Regions from separate parts of the Danio rerio genome. Here region 2 is linked to region 1. A link is a contact called in public Hi-C data. All regions are on one chromosome and are shown on one strand. Each heading gives the region's core, a stretch centred on a gene start, on an enhancer-like site or on the middle of the called end of the contact. The rest is flanking DNA. Distances are from core to core; before and after follow the strand shown.

Evidence for each region. A called contact is a pair of places that touch in the nucleus more often than the background predicts.
Region 2: a Hi-C map of an unstated tissue shows a contact between it and region 1, with 4 times the contacts expected there. The contact joins the enhancer-like site here to the promoter of LOC100334314 in region 1. A contact is called at or near these places in 2 of 18 Hi-C or Micro-C datasets (caudal fin and an unstated tissue) and 2 of 4 datasets of contacts at active chromatin or transcription factors (caudal fin and embryo).

The regions. Positions count from the first base shown.
Region 1 is chr17:5,596,099-5,601,740 of GRCz12tu, reverse strand. LOC100334314 (kelch-like protein 29) reads right to left here and starts at 2,335. Exons shown (of 13, transcript XM_073928107.1): 1 at 2,154-2,335.
Region 2 is chr17:6,117,581-6,123,202 of GRCz12tu, reverse strand. No RefSeq gene overlaps it. Among named protein-coding and RNA genes, the nearest start is that of cdc5l, 68 kb to the left of the region's middle. Within about 2 kb of position 2,197, at least 5 of the 62 cell types and tissues checked have an H3K27ac peak or open chromatin away from gene starts, as enhancers often do.

The DNA of each region.
Region 1 (5,642 bases), core at 1,086-3,585:
AATGTCAACCTTCCACCTTTTGCAATGCACTTTTTGTAAACATCAATAAAAAAAAACAGACTCACTAAATACAAAAAGATGATCTTAATTAACCTACACTCTAAGAAATATTGCGCTGTTTTAACACAAAGATGAGTCAAATATGGACAAACACAACCGATTTAAAAGTCTAATTTAAATGTATGTATAAAAAAATACCTCAACGTCATGTTTGTTTATAAATTAAAGCAACAATGAGGTAAAACAACCCAGCATTTGTCTTTTAGTGTACAACTATCAACTATGGATGTTATAAAGTTTCCTACAAAACACCACTGAAATAAAGGTAGCTTGTTTTAATATGTCAAACTTCTACCTCCTTCTGTAATCCACTTTTTGTAAAGATCAATAAAAACGTGGACAAACTAAATATAAAAACATGATCTCAATTAACATACACTCTAGAAAAACGCTGGGCTGTTTTAACCCAAAAGATGAGCCAAATATAGACAAACACAACCGGTTTAAAAGTCTACTTTAAATGTATGTTTAAAAAAAATAACCCAACAATACGTTTGTTCATACATTTAACGCAACACTGAGGTAAAACAACCCAACATTTTTCTTTGGGTGTATAACTATCAACTCTGTGATTTTATAAACTTCATAGACAATCAATAAACTGTTTAAATAATACATTTAGTTTCCACATTAAACTAGAAACTTATAACTCTGCAAAAGATATTAACTAACAATATCATTAAGGTAACTAACAAAAACAATATCTACTCTGACACAGTTTTATATAAAACATTAATGAAATAAAGGTAGTTTGACCTAATGTCAAACGTCTACCTCCTTTTGTAATGTGCTTTTTTATAAACATCAATAAAATGTGGACAAACTAAATATATAAACACAATCTCAATTAACCTACACTCTAGATTCTAGAAAAAAAGCTGGGCTGTTTTAACAGAACTAAGAATCAAATATAGACAACCACAACCGATGCAAAAGTCTCATTTAAATGTATGTATTGAAAAAAATAACCCAACAATACGTTTGTTCATAAATTTAACACAACAATGAGGTAAAACAACCATAAAAACTTCATAAACGCGCTTTAAAATGTTTAAATAACATATTTAGTTTCCAAATATAACATTATAAGAGCTTATAACTCTGCAAAAACGATATTAATAACAATAAAATACTATAACATTGGGGTAAAGTTGGCTTTATATGCAGACTTTCCCCTTAATAATATAATTTCAGAAAAGTAACTGTTATTTTAAATAGGGAAATCATATAAGCAGCCAATGACTATCAGAGTACGTTCACAGTCATTTAATTAGTGCTAATCTTGTTTTTAAAGTCACACTTGCAAGCTAATTCAGACCGAATATATAAAGATTAAGGTAAATTGGTTTTATATTCGCATATTCTCTCATTTAACGGTCTCTAAATTGTCATGCTAATTTGAATAACAGGTCTGAATTAGCATGTTAGCCTAAGTAAAGTTATGACTTCAAAACAGCATTAGCAATATTTAACTGACTGTAAACAATGTACTTTAATAGTCACTGGCTGCTAATGTGATTTCCCTATTTTAAATACTTTTCTGAACTTATATTATTAAGGAGAATGTCTGAATATCCGAATAACCAACTTTACGTTGCCTCTATTATGTAAAGTAGCGTGATAAACAATATAGAGACCGTCTTACTTAGTTGTTAAGTGTTCAAAAATGAACAAATGAGCAAATATATAACCAATTTTATCTAAATTACGAAAACTAACACAGATATTATCAACACAAACTCCTATATCAACAATGAACACAGCAAATACGAACCAAACACACACGAACTCGCCTATTAATGAGCTGTCAATGTTTGCACACCTGTAACTGTCCGGAAAAGTGAAACCTGGCGTCTCCGGTGACTTATTTCCCCAATCCAGAAGCAGAACAACACTGATGTCCTACTGAAACATGCAGTAGATGAGCTCTGGTGTCTGTAGAGGGAAATAAATCCGCCTTCAGTGATCACAACACTATAGTCTGTCCAAATCAAGCACACACGCGGGATCACGGTGATGCATCGCACGGTAATCCCAGCAGCTCCTGTGTGTGTTTGTCTGTGTGATGCTGATGTGAACTCCAGCTGTCTTACCTTCACATGAATCTGCGCGCGCACGTTTCATTGTATGAGGATCCCGAGCTCGCGCTGCTGTCAGTGATGATGCGGAGGATGATGATTGTGATGATGATGATGCTGAGCTCTCACTGTGTGTAAGTGTGTGTGTTTGGAGAGTCAGCGCACTCCTTCTCCGACGGCCTGCGCTGTGAGAGTGTGTGTGTGTGTGTGTGACACTCTCTGCTCCGCCCCTTTAACTCTATTATTACTAAACACATAGCGCCATCTGTCGAGAGACAGAGAGATTAAAACCCAGATGATTATAAATGAATCATTGTAAATATACTGATTATTGTTTTTATTACTGTTTTATCCTAAAAATGTACAGTTTATTCTGATCTATTTTTGTATTGAATTGTATGAATAATTATTGTTGAATAATAATATAATATATTGAATATTAATGTAATATATTGAATAATTTGATGTATTGTTGATATTTTATTTAATTATTATATATAAATATCATCTTTTTTTTTTTTGCTACTACTATTTACTGTGTGTTCTGTTTATATATGTGTGTGTGTGTGTGTGTGTGTGTGTGTGTGTGTGTGTGTGTGTGTGTGTGTGTGTGTGTGTGTGTGTGTGTGTGTGTATGTTACTTTTTATGTAAACTTTATAACTGCTTTGGCAAAACATAACAATTGTCATGCCAATAAAGCAATTATTGAATTGAATTGAATTCATTCATCAGTTTAGTGTTAAAAAGATATAGAAGGCAAAATGTGACGACACATTAAAACCTTGCGCATGTATTAAACTAAAAAACATAGGTCTCAAACTCAATTCCTGTACGTAGTGTATGCACTTCCAGCCGCAACCCAGACTGGGAAACACCCATACACACTCATTCACCCCCATACACTGCAACCAATTTAGCTTACTCAATTCACGTATAGCGCATGTGTTTGGACTGTGCACTAAGCCGAATGAATAAATGAATGAATTAATTAATGAATTAATGAATATATATATATATATATATATATATATATATATATATATATATATATATATATATATATATATATATATATATATATATTTATATTGTTGTATTATATTATATATTATTTATTTATTTATAAAAATCATACTCTTGTTTTGTAACCACATGATATGCACTCTTCACAGTCACAAGCAACTTCTCAATCTATTTTCCACATTTTGAGACCAGTGACCAGATACGTTTTTATAACCTGTAATAAAAAACAACAACTGTTTACATAGTACAGAATCAAATGGCAGTGTATAAATACAGTAGTCAACATTTGGAGGGGATCACCTTTATTTAAATTTGTCCCAAGACTTTATTTTTTCCCAAAACAACCTGAAAATACTTTTTGATCCACCTCAAATGTTGACTCCTGAATACTTTTCCTCAATGTATTCACTCAATACCAGCTCAATACATTTATTCAATGCAAGACTGACATCTATTGGTGGAGATGTGCAAGTGCAGGAGAGCAAGATGAACGAGAGGGGTCTGGCTGCAGACCTGGTGCAGTGCAATCTGGGCTGCATCCAATGCTTTTTAATGGGCTCATATTTACATTTACATTGTCATTTAGCAGACGCTTTTATCCAAATATGGATAAATATGGATGACATTTGTATAAAAGCTGCTTAATTGCTCTAGTTTAACTAAGACCTTGTATATATATATATATATATATATATATATATATATATATATATATATATATATATATATATATATATATATATACAAGGTCTTAGTTAAACTAGAGCATGTACATCAAAATGTATGAATATATATTTACATACATACATACAATCACTTTTATTATGTGACTATAAAAGTGATTTTATTTGGCGGTTCATTCCACTGTGGCGACCCCTGATTGATAAAGGGACTAAGCCGAAAAGAAAATAAATGGATAAATGAATGAAAATTAATCTTATGACTCCATTAGTCCTTTTATTAATCAGGGGTCACCACAGCGGAATGAACCGCCAAATAAAATCACTTTTATAGTCACATAATAAAAGTGATTTGATTTGGCAGTCCATTTCTCCACAGCGGAATGAACCGCCAAATCTAATCACTTTTATTATGTGACTATAAAAGTGATTTTATTTGGCGGTTCATTCCGCTGTGGCGACCCCTGATTAATTAAGGGACTGAGCCAAAAAGAAAATGAATGAATGAAAATCAATCTTACGAGTCCATTGAACTTTAAACTGACTTAAAACAGCGTGCATACAGTATAAGCTGTCATGACGAACTGATCATATCATTTTTTTACAGTGTAGATCTTCCTCCAGGTGGGGCTCAGAGACTCAGAAAACTCCTGTAGATTCAAATAAAAACACATTAGGAGTCTGTGATGCATTTCATTTAGACTGAGAGCCTGATTGAAAGCGAGATGCTATGTGAGTCAGTTGCTTCTCAATACAAACTGTTTGACTGTAAATGCTGGATAAAGAGGTTCAGTGAATGGGGTATTAAAGAGGACTTATTATGCAAAAATCACGTTTGTAAGGGGTTTAAACACACTGTTGTGTGGCAGCAGTGTGTGAACATAAACAGCCTCTAATGATCAAAATGTATTTTTTAATTTTTTTTTTGCTCCGGTTTCCCCCACAAGTCCAAACACAGGTGGATAGGGTAAGCTAAATTGTCCATAGTGTATGTGGCCCCGTTTACACTAATACAGTTTAGCTTTAAAACGGCGTTTTAGAACAAAAATGATCCACATCCACATTAGAGTTTCACCAATTGTTTCTGAAAAGATCTCCATCTACACTACACTGCTGAAAATTCACATCACATGACCACACACACACTCTGGCATGCGCAGCCTATGCGGAAGTCTGAGGCAGTCAGCGGGTGCTTTGAGCACAAAACCCCAGATGAGAGCAGCGCACGTTGGACATAATAAGTCCCCTTTACATGGGTGTAAGCATGTGAGTGTGCTTGATCCGGGTGATCAAGAAGAAAATCTGATTTCTGTTTTATGTTTTCTTTTTGTAAACATATTTCCTGTACTTTCTCTTTGTATCACAAAAAAAAAAAAAAAAAAAATAACTAAAAAAAAAGAGAGAGACCAAAACATGGATGGTCGTTAAAGCTCTTCTAAAACCCCAGAGCTGGTGGACGCCGAAAACTGTTGCACTTTGTATAAACAACTACTTTATTATTCCAGAGCTTACAGGTAGGATTCTGAGTATACCATTAGACAGAAGTCAATAAGTATTTGTTTCTATACACACACTAATAAAGTGATTGTGTTTTTCATTCAGCAGAGGAGGGTAGATTTTCTAAAGTCTATACTCAAGTAAAAATACAAGTACTTGCAGAATTTTTTACTCAACTAAACGTAACAATCTTAACAGTTACTCGTGTAAGAGTAAAAAATCTGATGAAAAAAAATACTTAAGTAAATAATTACTAGTCACTTTTCATTATATATACAATACATACAGCTGAGGTCAAAATTA
Region 2 (5,622 bases), core at 948-3,447, 520 kb before region 1:
CATTCATCAGTGTCATAGCAACCAGCCAGAACTCCCTAGCAACAGCTCTTAGGACTATAGAAAATCTCTCTTAAATATTTGTCTCTCTAATAATGATGAAAAACCATCACTAATAAACAGAAACTAATATTTTTGTTTCTATAAATTCAATTGAATATTGATGGAGAATAGCTGCTGTCATCCACAGGGTGGCGCATCTCATTCAGTCTGTTTCAGTGTGGTGTAACTGCTGACTGAGTGTGTGTTTATGTGTGTGTGGCAAGCCCTTTCAACATTTAGGGGAAGACACTGCATGCAAGTAAAAAAAAAAAAATAAAATAAAAAAAAAAATAAACTTTAATAATAAATAAAATAAATTAAATTAAATAAAAATTGAATTAAATTAACAAAGTATTTTTTATTAAAAATTCATATATTTTTATAATAAATAAAATAATAATAAATAAATGAAAATAAAATTAACATTAATACATTAATAAATAAAACAAAATAATAAAATTGATAATAAATTAAATAATAATAAAAATAAATACAATTAAATTCAAATAAAATTATATAAAATAAAATAAAACAAAACAAAACAAAAACAACCCTTAATTTGATAATACCCAGTTGATTAAAAATTGCATTCCTTGCATTTTGTGTATTACAAATTTTCTAAAACGTTGTTTAAATATACAAATTTTGCATTTTTTATTTAAACATGCACTCATTTGCATAAATTCCTAGCACATTTTTTTGGAGATTGGGGATTTTTATTTATTTATTTTTTTTTCAAATTTAATGTAAAAATGAAATCACTATTTTCTGTACAATAGCATTTACTTGCTTCTGTCTAAAGCGAGATTATTTTTGCGACATTCAGCGACTTATTCATTCAATCCTTTTCTTTTCAGCTTAGTCCCTTTATTAATCCGGGATTGCCACAGCGGAATTAACCGCCAACTAATCCAGCACATTGTCACGCAGTGAATGCCCTTCCAGCCGCAACCCATCTCTGGGAAACATCCACACACACTCATTCACACTCATACACTACGGACAGTTTAGCTTACACAATTCACAGAAGGTTGCTGGTTTGAGCCTCGGCTGAGTCAGTTGGCATTTCTGAGTGAAGTTTGCATGTTCTCCCTGCGTTTGAGTGGGTTTCCTCCGGGTGCTCCGGTTTCCCCCACAATCCAAAGACATGCGGTTAGTGATGGGAAGTTGGGATCAATTTACTGACTCGGATCTTTGAGTCTCGTTCATCGAGATGAACGAATCTTTTTTCGAGTCATTTTGTTCATTTGGTTCAATTTACCGAAATATTATTAAAATGTTACAAATGGCTTCCAAACACATCTACAACAAGCCCGAAAGGTTGATCACACGACAAATAAGTCATAAATCGAATATAAGAAGGAGAAAATAATAATACAATGTTTACCTGCTCTTTTGTCTATGAAGGTATTGTTGTCTCTTTGCTCAGCTCACCTCTTCATGTCTTCAAATGTCAGGGGTTCATTCACGTTACACTGACAGTCACATATAATCTTAATCAATGCACAGTCTAAGCCGATAGGAGCCATGATAATTAGTTCACCTTTTAAGTCTTCTGGTTCTTAAGTTGTTCGTTCATCTCGTGACAGAATGACTCAAACCAGAGGACTCGAGAGATGAACGGTTCAATTCTTTTTCCGGCTCTAAACGCGTATGATTGGCTTCTGCCTTTCCTCGATGAATGACTCAAAAGACTTAAAATGAACGATACCACCTGCACAAATGTGCGCATGCGCGGATGAACGAATTATTCCATGAGAGGACTCGTAGTTCTCGAGTCATATTGAAGATTCGTTCATGAACGACCCATCACTACATGCGATACAGGTGAATTGGGTAGGCTAAATTCTCCGTAGTGTATGAGTGTGAATTAGTGTGTGTGGATGTTTCCCAGAGATAGGTTGCAGCTGGAAGGGCATCCGCTGTGTAAAAAAAAACATGATGGATAAGTTAGCGGTTCATTCCGCTGTGGCGACCCCGGATTATTAAAGGAACTAAGCTGAAGAAAAAGAAAATATGAATGAAAAAGGGGCATGATAGGTATTCTTTAATGTGAAATGGGCTTGCCAGATCTACGCCGTGTGTGTTTGTGTGTTGAATAATCCTCCAGAAAAGCCTCTCTGGGCCGTGTTGACGGGTTTACGCCGAGGCTGTGGGGAATTCAGATTAAAGTCATCCTTTGGGCTCTTGAAGCAGAAAGCCAGGTGTACTTAAGCTGTTTAAATCAAACAGGATCACACTTTGATTGTGGAGAAACGCACCTTGTGGGGATCCTCCGGCTCCCTTTAAAGCTGCGCAGAAAAAAAAGGATATTTGCCATTTCTCACTTGATCCGGAGGCGAGTTTATGATTGAAAGATGAAGTTCAGGGATGCGTTAATCACACTTCAAAAACACGGAGAGGATTTGTGTTTCGCCTCTGTTAATGTTTGAAAGTGTGTTTCGTTTGATGAAGCAGATAGTTTGGATGTATTTTTTGGATGTATTTGTAGATGTTTGAAAAATCCAATAAGCTTTGCTGAGCTTGCAATAAAATGAATGCACCCAAATCAAGTTCTGTAAACCTTTTTTGTAAACGTTTTTTGAAATGCTGCAGGTTACATTTATGAGCAAAAGAGGATTTTATTATTGATTTTTTTATAATTCATTTATCTTCCTTCATCTTAGTCCCTTTATTTATCAGGGGTCACCACAGCGGAATGAACCGCCAACCTATCCAGCATATGTTTTACATGGCAGATGCCCGTCCAGCTGCAACTCAGTACTGGGAAACACCCATTCACACACACACACACACACACACACACACACACACACACACACACACACACACACACACACACACACACACACACACACACACACACACACACACACACACACTATGGCCAAATTAGTTTATTCAATTCACCTATAGTGCACGTGTTTGGACTGTGGGGGAAATTGATCACCTGGAGGAAACCAACGCCAACATAGGGAGAACATGCAAACTCCACATAGAAATGACAACTGACCCTGCCTGGACTCGAACCAGTGACTTTCTTGCTGTGAGCCGACTGCACTAAACACTGAGCCATCTTGCTGCCTATTATTATATAAAATGTATTAATATTATTATCAAGTATTATTTATATATTATGTATATGTTTTATGTAATAAATTATCCATTAAACTGGAATGGCAGTAATAAAAAAAATTGACTGAAAATCTGACCTCCAGACTGTGTTGTTGGCTGTGATTTAGTGTCAAAGTCCTGCATTCAGTTCGAGTCTCCAGACCTTCTCCAAGTCTGTGGTGAATCTGCTGCCAAAAGAAAATGAGCAGCATTGATCAGCAGAGAGAGCGGATGTCATTTCAACACTTACACATGCATGAAAGACACTGATTTAGAGAACAGAATAGCAGAGAGAGTCATGTATTGAAAAATAACTCGAGCATACTTCAGACAAATGATGAAGAAACAGATCTTACCACGTTTGAGATGCAGACACTTGATCTTATGAATAACATTGGCACATTTTGAGTGTTTGCAAAACTGATATCATTACAGAAGTGCATCATGATAAATTAAATTAAATAATAAAATTTTATAAATATAATTAAATTAAGTTTAATTAAGTTAGTTTAAAAAATAAGAATTAATAAAAAAATGTAAGTAAATAAAATTTTAATAAATTCTAAGTAAAATCATAAAATTTATAAATGTCATTAATTTAAATTGAAATAAGTTACGTAGGGTTATAAAAAATAAAATAAATAAAAAATGAATATATGAATAAATAAAAAAAATGAATAAAAACTAATTCAAATTGAAGTTACGTTAGGTTATAAATAAAAAATAAAATAAATATTAAATAAATAAAAAAATTATATAAGAATAAATGAATAATAAATGAATAAAAATTTAAATAAATTTAATAAAAAATAAAACAATAAAATATTGTTAAGTTATTTTATAAAATTTAAATATAAATTAAATAAAAAATGATCATATGAATTAGTAACTAAATAAATGAATAAAAATTAAACATTTAATTTAATTCAAATAAAATAATAAAATTTAATAAATACAATCAAACTAACTTAAGTTATAAATAAATAAATATTAAATTAAATTAAACAAAAAATGAATATATGAATAAATACATACAAATTAAAGTAAATTAAATTTAGTTTAAATTAAAATACAATAATACAATTTAACAAATATAATTAAATTAAACTAAGTTAAGTTAAGTTTTAAATAAATAAACATGAAAAAAAAGAAAAAAAAAAGAAAGAAAAGTTGCTATTTTCTAAGCTGGTATGAAGGAACTATACTCTCATTCTGGCGTAATAATCAAGGAACTTTGCTGCTTTACTAATGTTACAACCCCTGACAGTCTAGGGGAGTGGGGTTGCACATTTGAGCTGAGAATCTTGGTTATGCAAAAACTCAAATTAAATTTGTAAAGCAAATTAAGGATTGTCAACAAGAATTAAGTGAACAAATGTTAGTGATTTATTTATAGAAGCGATAGTGAATCAGTGAGTGAGATATTTATAATACAATGTCAACGACAGTATACAATAAAATGTTAGAAAGACTGGGTGGTGCTAAAAAAAGAACCAAACAAAACCAAAAACTCTTACTAATGTTCACACCAAATCCCTTTTAATGTAATCTAATAAGCAAGAGATATGAAAAATAAATCTTCAATGCCAATGACGTCCTATCTAATTTACAATGACTAATAATTAATCCAAAAATACATGGGTTGGCACACACGCTCTTACTTGGATTATCTAGAAAAATGTTTATCTACGTGCTGACATGTATGTCACCTACAGTCTTTCTAAACTCACAGGGAAACACGAGGAACGAGAAGATATGACGACACAAAGGTAAGAACAGACAGTAACAAACTTGAACAAGAACAACTGTAAATCAACAATAGTGTAAATCAAATAAAGACAATCAATACTAATGAATGGAGATAACAAACTAACTTTCAAGCACTGCATAATATCATTGCAATGGGACTCGATGATCTATGTTAAGCTAAGCTAAGCTAAAAAGTGACCCACCAGACCTGGAGATCGACTAAATGGATCCAAAAATAGTAAAACTCACCAGTTTCTCTCTAGAGAAATTATTTGGTCAGGAAAAATATATATTTCTAACTGTGTGGGAGATCTCATTGTACCTTGTTTTTATTCACTTCATTAATTGTTTGCAGTTTAGCAGGAGTTCCTCTCATAATTCATGCAAAGAATCATGACGAAAAAGTCATATAGAGGAAGAATCTGGGGGTCTGTAAAGCTCAGCGTGTGAATGCAGACAGATTTAAAATAAGAATTGTTGTGGTCTGTGGTTCGACTCAAGTTCTCTCAGCCGGACATAAACCCCATTGCTCTGCTTGGCTTGGTCTTTTTTTCCTTGCCACTTAATAAAATCCTCTCAAAGTCCAATTAGGAAACGGACATTCAACACTAAAGGAAGAAAAAAAAGACAATTTTAATGAAAAGTTTAAATTACTTGTTTAAAATCATAGATAGGGCGACGTGGTGGCGCAGTAGCTAGTGCTATGGCCTCACAGCAAGA